2 separate regions of the Hordeum vulgare genome follow, and region 1 is linked to region 2. The links are chromatin contacts, called in public Hi-C maps. All regions are on one chromosome and are shown on one strand. Each heading gives the region's core, a stretch centred on a gene start, on an enhancer-like site or on the middle of the called end of the contact. The rest is flanking DNA. Distances are from core to core; before and after follow the strand shown. Region 1 has its middle 180 kb from the start of LOC123443753. Region 2 holds the start of LOC123443753 (protein CONSERVED IN THE GREEN LINEAGE AND DIATOMS 27, chloroplastic).

What was found. Hi-C and Micro-C count contacts between places; a contact is called where the count stands out from the background.
Region 1: a contact with region 2 is called in a Hi-C map of leaf, with 2.3 times the contacts expected there. The contact joins the enhancer-like site here to the promoter of LOC123443753 in region 2. A contact is called at or near these places in 2 of 6 Hi-C or Micro-C datasets (leaf and seedling).

What each region holds. Positions count from the first base shown.
Region 1 is chr3H:327,236,566-327,240,242 of MorexV3_pseudomolecules_assembly, reverse strand. No RefSeq gene overlaps it. Among protein-coding and RNA genes, the nearest start is that of LOC123443753, 180 kb to the right of the region's middle. Within about 2 kb of position 1,537, at least 3 of the 3 cell types and tissues checked have open chromatin away from gene starts, as enhancers often do. A contact at or near this core is called in leaf and seedling, where this site is marked.
Region 2 is chr3H:327,061,094-327,065,106 of MorexV3_pseudomolecules_assembly, reverse strand. LOC123443753 (protein CONSERVED IN THE GREEN LINEAGE AND DIATOMS 27, chloroplastic) reads left to right here and starts at 1,743. Exons shown (of 7, transcript XM_045120275.1): 1 at 1,743-2,103; 2 at 2,217-2,369; 3 at 2,623-2,700; 4 at 3,623-3,718; 5 at 3,801-3,836; 6 at 3,938-4,013. The coding sequence starts at 1,837.

The DNA of each region.
Region 1 (3,677 bases), core at 288-2,787, 180 kb before region 2:
CAACATCAACACGTAGGTTTGCTACGCCTCCATGGCACACCCGTGAAGCAACGACCAGGCTGAGTGTGCCAACACTAAGGTCCTGAAGAGCCTCAAGAGAATAAGCTTCAACCAGAAGTGCATAGCCTGCGTCAAAGGTTGTCTCGACGAATTACAATCTGTGCTATGGTCGATCTGGACAACAGTGACCAAGGCTATCGGCTAAACACACTTCTTCCTCATCTACGGGGCGGAAGCAGTCCTCCCCATCGAGCTCAAGCATGGGTCCCCGAGGGTCTTGGCCTTCAAGGAGAAGCGCCAAGATGACCGGCGGGAAACTGATGTGCTCCTCTTCGAGGAGGCATACCGCGAGTCCGATCTCCATGTTGACCGGTATCAACGTGCGCTACGTTGCTACCACAACCGCAACATACACCCCCTATCTTGACGTTGGCGATCTTCTATTGCGACTGATCCTCTCCAGAGAAGGACTCCACACACTCTCACCAATGTGGGAGGCCTTGTTCAGGGTCATCCATGTTTCCTGACCTGGCGCAGCACAGCTGGAGATGGAGGAGGGTGTTTCGATATAAAACACATGGAATATCCAACATCTCCACAAGTTCTATCTGTGACCTCGCACGTACAAACGCAAGGGGCTATACATGCCCCAAAGCCTCTCTTCATGCATCACCTCAAGGCCACAAGAGCTTCCACCCATGTCCACGTGGGTCCCCCATGCCCATACATGGCACGAATGTAACCCGAGGGCGCAACCTAGCCACAAAATCCTCAAGATGGCTCATGTCCAGCATGACAACATTTTTGTCCACCCTTTGAGGGCGCGACCTAGCCACATCATCCTCAAGCTGACCTGTGGCCATCACAACAACAAGGGTTTTTTGGTTGCGAAATTTACTCTTTCGTGTAGTAGTAAAGTTGTTTTCGCAAAGTGTTTCATGTGTTAGATAACTGTTTTGTACTTAGGAACGGTTCGCACTTGCGACCTCCTTCATGACAATCACCCGAGCGGGTGCTAGGCATGGTGCCCGTATTCACAGCGCCGTGAAACCCAAGCAACTGAGCTCTAGCATGCGGGGCTGCTCCCGTGCACATCACCTCACCAAGATCATTGGTGTTCTATCTCCTCGCATGACACCCATAAGTGAGCTCATGAGCGTGTGTTGTCGCATCAACTTAAAAGATATGCTAGTACGGTTGTCACCGCGGGAACAAGGCGTCGAAGGCCTCGTGGGGGCGGTCTGCCGCTCTACATTTGCCGGACACCCAGAGGACGCATCACGAATCAATGCCTCACAAAGCACTTGCAGCAAGCTGCAACACCTCAGGGTTCAGGCATCACAAAAAAGCTAAGTCCGAACATTTTGTAATTTCCTAGGAGCTTCCTGAACTTTTCTTCCTTGTGATATTGTCGAGCACCTTTATTTTCTCCTTGGCACGATTGGCTTGCATGTCAAAGGGGCGTCCTAACATCGTGCCGGAGGAGCCATTACTGCCAGCCAGAAGGTTAACCTCACTGGCCTTGTTGGACCACGCCTCAACATACCAGTGGCGGTCAGTATGCTCGGGGGCTGGGTCCACGTGACGTAGAGCAAAAAAGGCAATGTAAAAAAGGAAGGCAAATCACACAAGAAAATCGCAGAATAGCAATAAAAGATTGGAACTTTGTGCGATTACAAAAATAAATTGCCTTTATGCCCCCACGGGGCCTTGTGAACTGTGGTGGGGCGGGAAGGAAATAAAAAGATAAAGTCCTCAGGCTGAGGAGGTGTCGTCTTCGCTGTCAGGACCAACCACCTCAGGGTCGCCTCCTTCTTTGGAGGGCTCAGCAACGTGCGTGAATCGCTCAATCAAGGACTCCACGTGCTCGTGCACCCCCTTCATGAGATTGTTTTGGAGCTCCTCCGGCACATGGTCCACCACATGGGCGAGGTCAAAGGCGGGTTCATAGCGGATGAGGTTGCTGAAGACGCGTGTTGCTGCCTGGTCCATGAGCTTGTGGGCACCTACCTCAATGGTGGCGTCCTGCCTGCTGACTCCCAGCTCTAATGTCTCCACCACCTTGGTGAATAAGTCGGGGTAGCTGCCGTCGTACTTGGTGATGGGCATGTCTGCAACGTCCTCGACGAAGCAGCTGAGCACCCCATGAGCTCGCGTAGCGAGCCCTAGGAACAGCTTGGCGTGTTATGACTCCATCGTCTGTGCCCACGCAACCTCATCTTGGGCCTTCTTAACAATCTTGGAGACGTCACCAACCTGCGCCTAGAGCGACTGCAACTACCCTTCAGCTTGTTCCTTTCCCTTATGGGCAAGGTGGAGGTTTTCCTCAACCTGCTGGAGCTACTCCTTGAGCTCAGTGACCTCCTTATGGAGCTCCTCGGGCTTGGCCTTAAATAGGTCTCCTCTTGCCATGATGCTCCTTCAGGAGATTTGCCCGCTCCTTCACAACCTGGGCATTATTATCAGCCTTGATATTTTCCTCCTTCCACTCAAGCTGAGCATTGTCCATGGCGCGTGCCTTCTTGAAGGCAGCCTTATCAACAAACGCGTGGTTTTCCATGGTCGTGAGGTGCTCCCGCTCCGCTTCCTGGTCGGAGGTGGTCTTGACGAGCCCACAATCCTGAATCGCCAGGCCCCCCTCACGGCCGGTGAGCGTCTCCTCCCTGTTGGCCAGTTCCTCCTCACGGGCGACGTAGTGCCACTCGCGTGCCGCGAGTGCGTCCTCGTGCACCCGGATCTCTTGCTCTCAGAGGGCGATCTTCTCCTCCACCCCCTTGCACGGGCCCTACCTCATGGCACTGCAGGTTGGCCGCCTCCATGTTGTGGATGGTGTTTTCCCAAAGCTCCTTGGCGTCATGGGCGGCTTTGTTCCTCTTCTCCTGGGTGTGCTCGTGCTGCTGGAGGCCCAGCTTGATGCCCAACTAGAGCTTGCACCACACAACCACTAATCCCAAGCGCTCAGCCACGAGGTGCGCCTCCTCCGCTTGGAGGTCGGCCTAGAGCATGTCGAGTGCGGTCCGAGCACTCTCGAAGGCCCTGTACCGCACTAGAGGGGTGTTTGGTTGGGCTTCCATCCAGCTTCCGGCTTTCGACTTCGAAGCCAAAAGCTCCTATTTAGGAGCTTCCGGCTGCAGCTGTGGCTTCCGGCTCCGGCTGTGACAAGGCCGAAAGCCACAGCTGCAACCCGAAGCCTCTAAATAGGAGTTTTTGGCTTAGAAGCCGGTAGACGGAAGCTGGCTGGAAGCCCAACCAAACACCCTCTAGGAAGTTGTTGCTGACCCGCTGTAGGACCAAGCATAGGCGTTTTCGGAACTGCATCCTAAGGCCACCACTTGTGTGGTTCCTATGAAGGCCTGCTCCCCTCCTGCCCCCTTGCCCTTGATGAGGGCCTCCTCTCCAGCCGCACATTGGGGGCTGCACGTGGTCTCTTCCTCTCCAGCTGTGCGCTAGGGGCTACGCGTGACCTCCTGCTCGTCCTGCCGCGGCGTCGTGTGCAGAGAGCTCGCCACGGCTTTCGGTGGGCATTATCTCCCATGGCAGGAGTAGAGATTGCCTGGGGTCGTCCTTAGGATCCACCACCATCTCGGTGGTGGCATCAGTGTTGGACACCTCCGTAGGCACCTCCTCCTCCTCTAGGGACTTCTCCCCAGGCTGGTGGGAACACGTTGGCTCCCCTG
Region 2 (4,013 bases), core at 494-2,993:
TGAAGCTCCAACTTTCCCCTGTCTTCACTGTGCACTTCCTTTCCTTTTAATAGATCAGCAATTTGAAACTTCAACTCCAGCTTCTCTTGAGTAAGCTTCTCTCAGACTTTGTGAGCTCTGCATTCTTCAACTCCAATTTCTCCATAGCTTCAGTGTACAGTTGCTTCTCTTTCATATGCTTGAACTTCAAGTTCTGGATGACACCTGCTTGAGCTCTTGTCAGGTTAACCAGGAGTTCATATTTTTCATCTAGATGGTTGTGATCTTCATCTTTCTTTGCCATCTGTCCTTTCATATCAGCAACTGCTTCACTTCTACATTGCTGCCGATAGGTTAGGTTAGACTACAGATAACTCAAATCAATCACCCTTTCCTCCTGGAAATCAATCAGACCATGCACATCTTTAACTAACTTGTCATAGTTGGCATCCAGATTATTCTTCTCTTCTGTTAGATGGTGAAAAGTTAGAGCACTCTTAAGATTATCACTCACCCCTACCATTCTTGGTATCTTCAAACATTGCCCAAAGCTTCAACAATGCATTCTCCATTGTTATGGACCACTCCTGATCAACCCATTCAACAAAACCACAATTATCACCTTCCTGCAATTAAAGATCAAATTGAACCATTACAACATAAGTACATCAATTACTCTGCTATTCAAAAATTCAGCTATTACAACATAAGTACGTCAAATACTCTAACAACAACTATAGTTATCAAATTATGCACTTTTTTACAGCAACAAGAGCTCTAAAATTTTGTTGTTCTTTGCTCAACAACAAGAGCATATGAAACTGGCATCAAGGACACTATCATTTCTTTACAGTAAACAAACAATATAATCTATCAACTAAGAAAGAAACTTACAGGCTCTGCACATGCTAAGAACCTTCTCCCTGTGTTTGTGCCTTCAAATGCGACATGCCTCATCGATGCCTTGCCGTGCTTATCACAGAACATCATGATATCAAGCTCAAGCCCATGGTAATCCGGGTCCTCAACTGAAGCTGGAACCTGCACAAGCTAAAACATATCACTCCACTGCCAAAGGATGAGGAACAAACCAAACCAAAAGAAATCCTCAAGTAAAAAAGCTATCTAAATAGAAAAATCGCCAAATATTCTAACCCTAACCTAACCCTAGCTCGAATGAGCTCACCTGGTAAATCCCATCGGTGGAGGAGTTGGAGGAGTGCATGTACGGGAGGGTAGACTGGTCGTCGCTGCTATCGTCCTCAAAAACCATGGCGGCAGCGACGACGCGCTGCTACGGGCGTGTGGCGCTCGAAAACGTCGGCGAGGAGAGTGGTCGGTTGGGGAGGAGGGGAGAGGCCGACCGGGTCGGGCTCGTCCTAGTCACCGCGAGGGCACGAGTCGGTTGGCCACCGTGGCACCCGACGGGTGGGACCAACCGGTCAGTTCGAGCGTCAATACATATAAAACACGAATATAGAGTTATGTGCAACGGCGTCACATAATGTTGATATTGAATAAAAAATTAGGAATCTTGATATCAATCTACACGTACTGTCTTAATTATGATACTTCTTGTGATTAACTCTCACATGAAGGAGAACGTGAGTATAACGTAGAATAGCACGGCGGCACGAGCAGGCAGCGTGCCACGGCGCATCCCACCACGTGTAGGCAGCGTCTCCAGACCTGGCCGTCGCCCGTCGCGACCACTCCACTGCCTCACCCACAAAAAACCGCAAGCAAAAACCAGCGCCACGTAAAAGGTACACGGCTATACATGGTGCCGTGCCCTCTCGCTCCTTCTCTACTCACGTTTGTACGGTAGGCTAGAAGATAATAGGCGTGAGTTTTTCCATGTTGCTCCGCCTGAAGATTACCACCGTCCAGCCTGTGGCGCTGCTTCTTGGGCACGACCATGGCGGGACAGCATCCCCGCGGCAGTTCGCCGGAGCCTTTCCGCAGGGCGGCAGAGCGTCCACGAGGACAAAGAGGCTGAGGGGCGTGGCGGTGGCGATGGCGCTAAAGGAGGAGGAGCCGGAGAGCAGCCGAAGCCGCTTCGCCGGGGGCGGCCTGAGCTGGGACCCCAGGATGGAGATCGGAGTCCCATACGAGCAAAGACCGGTATGGTTTACCGTCTCGAACAGAAAGAATTGCACTTGGGGCATGCACCTTGCAGTCTGAATGAAAGATGTACTACTACTCATTTTGCTGGTTAATTTGGATGATTGGCTCAGGTTAACGAGTACTCCGCTCTCAAGGAGAGCACCTTGTATTCGTGGGCAGAGCTCAGTCCAGGCTCCTTCTTCATGCGCCTAGGCAGCCTGTGCCTGGTCACATTTACAGTTCTGGCGGCCCCAATCTCAGCCGCAAGTTTCAGTCCCGGAAAGGTATGACAGTTCCTATATTTTCAGTTCCGTTCGAAAGTGTCATTTCAGTACATAATAAGCAGCGGAATTTATGTACTCCCTTTGTCCTAAAATAAGTGATGCAAATTTTGTATTAAGTTAGTATAAATTTTATATTAAAGCAGCGACACTTATTTTAGGAGCGAGGAAGTACTAGTATGTTATTCCCAACAGTGCAACAAATACATGATGTGTGTGACCATTTCTCCGTGACATGTATGTCAACGCTATGCAGGATCCGCTCAAGTTTGTGCTGGCTGCTGGGATTGGGACCCTGCTCCTCGTATCTCTTGTGGTTCTCAGGATTTACCTGGTAAGTGTGGCGAACGCCGGCCGTAATCCCTAACAGGAAACTGTGCTAGTAGGCTGGTTGTAATGGAAGTATCATAAGTAGTATTATGTATGCCACCTAGGCGTATTTGATGAGGTGACACAGAATTAAATAAAGAAAGAGATGATTGAGAGGATGCTTGGATCCAAGAGACTAAAACTAATCTAACTAAAACTTGTCTCTTTAAGAGGCTAAAGTTTTAAGCACCCCTGACTAAAGAGAGGCTAAAACTAGTCTTGAGGCTAAAAATTTTTAATCAGAGATACCCCTACTAAAATGTGCATTAGAGCATGGTTAATAGTATAGCCAAATGCTGGTTATAAGCCATCTTATAGCCCACCTTATAGCTAGCTTGTACAATAGTTAGCTACAAAAGAGTACTACTTTTATCATATATGGCCCACCTTTCATTCTCACAAAGCACCTAGGAGCACGTGTTAGAGCTGACTCTTCACGAAGAGCCCGCTTCCCTTCTCTCTCCTCTTCTCTCTCATCCAACTCAGCAAAAATATAGTATTTTAATCCTTACAGTCTGCTGACTGTACCTTATTGTACTTGCTCTTAGTCCTCTCTCTCCTCATTTAACTCCTCATGCAAGTTCTGGATTGGAGGGTTTGGAGGATAATAAATGTTCATTAACTTGATTTTAGTCTCTTTAGTATTTGGATCCAAGCATGGGTGAGGCTAGCAAGTTTTAGTCTCACTATTTTTAGTCATGGGACTAAAACGTATCCAAGCACCCTCTAAGTATCATATTATAATACCGTATCATATTAAATGATGTGCTAGTATATGTCATGCATGACAATAAATGAACCGTTCTATGATACTAGTACATGATACTATGCACTACGGATGTGGTATCATACACTAGTATATTACAACCAGCCGTATAATGCTGCAGGGTTGGAGCTACGTTGGCGACAGGCTATTGTCGGCAGTTGTGCCTTATGAGGAAACCGGATGGTACGATGGCCAAATGTGGGTCAAGCCAGCAGAGGTACTCCATGCTTGCTTCTTCAGCTTAAGCGCAGCCATGCAATTCAGACTGCCTTTAAACGTATAATTCCTTCTTGATGCAGGTGCTGGCTCGCGACAGGTTATTGGGATCTTACAAGGTAACTTGTAGTTTGGCAGGAAAACATGTAGTATTATCATTGACGCTTAACTAAAAAGGATTTTCATATTCCATTATTTTGGTGATTAACTGATTCTTCAGGTAAAGCCGGTGATCAACCTGCTCAAACAGACACTGGTGGGCACAGGTGCGCTGCTCGTCGGGGCGGTCGTACTCT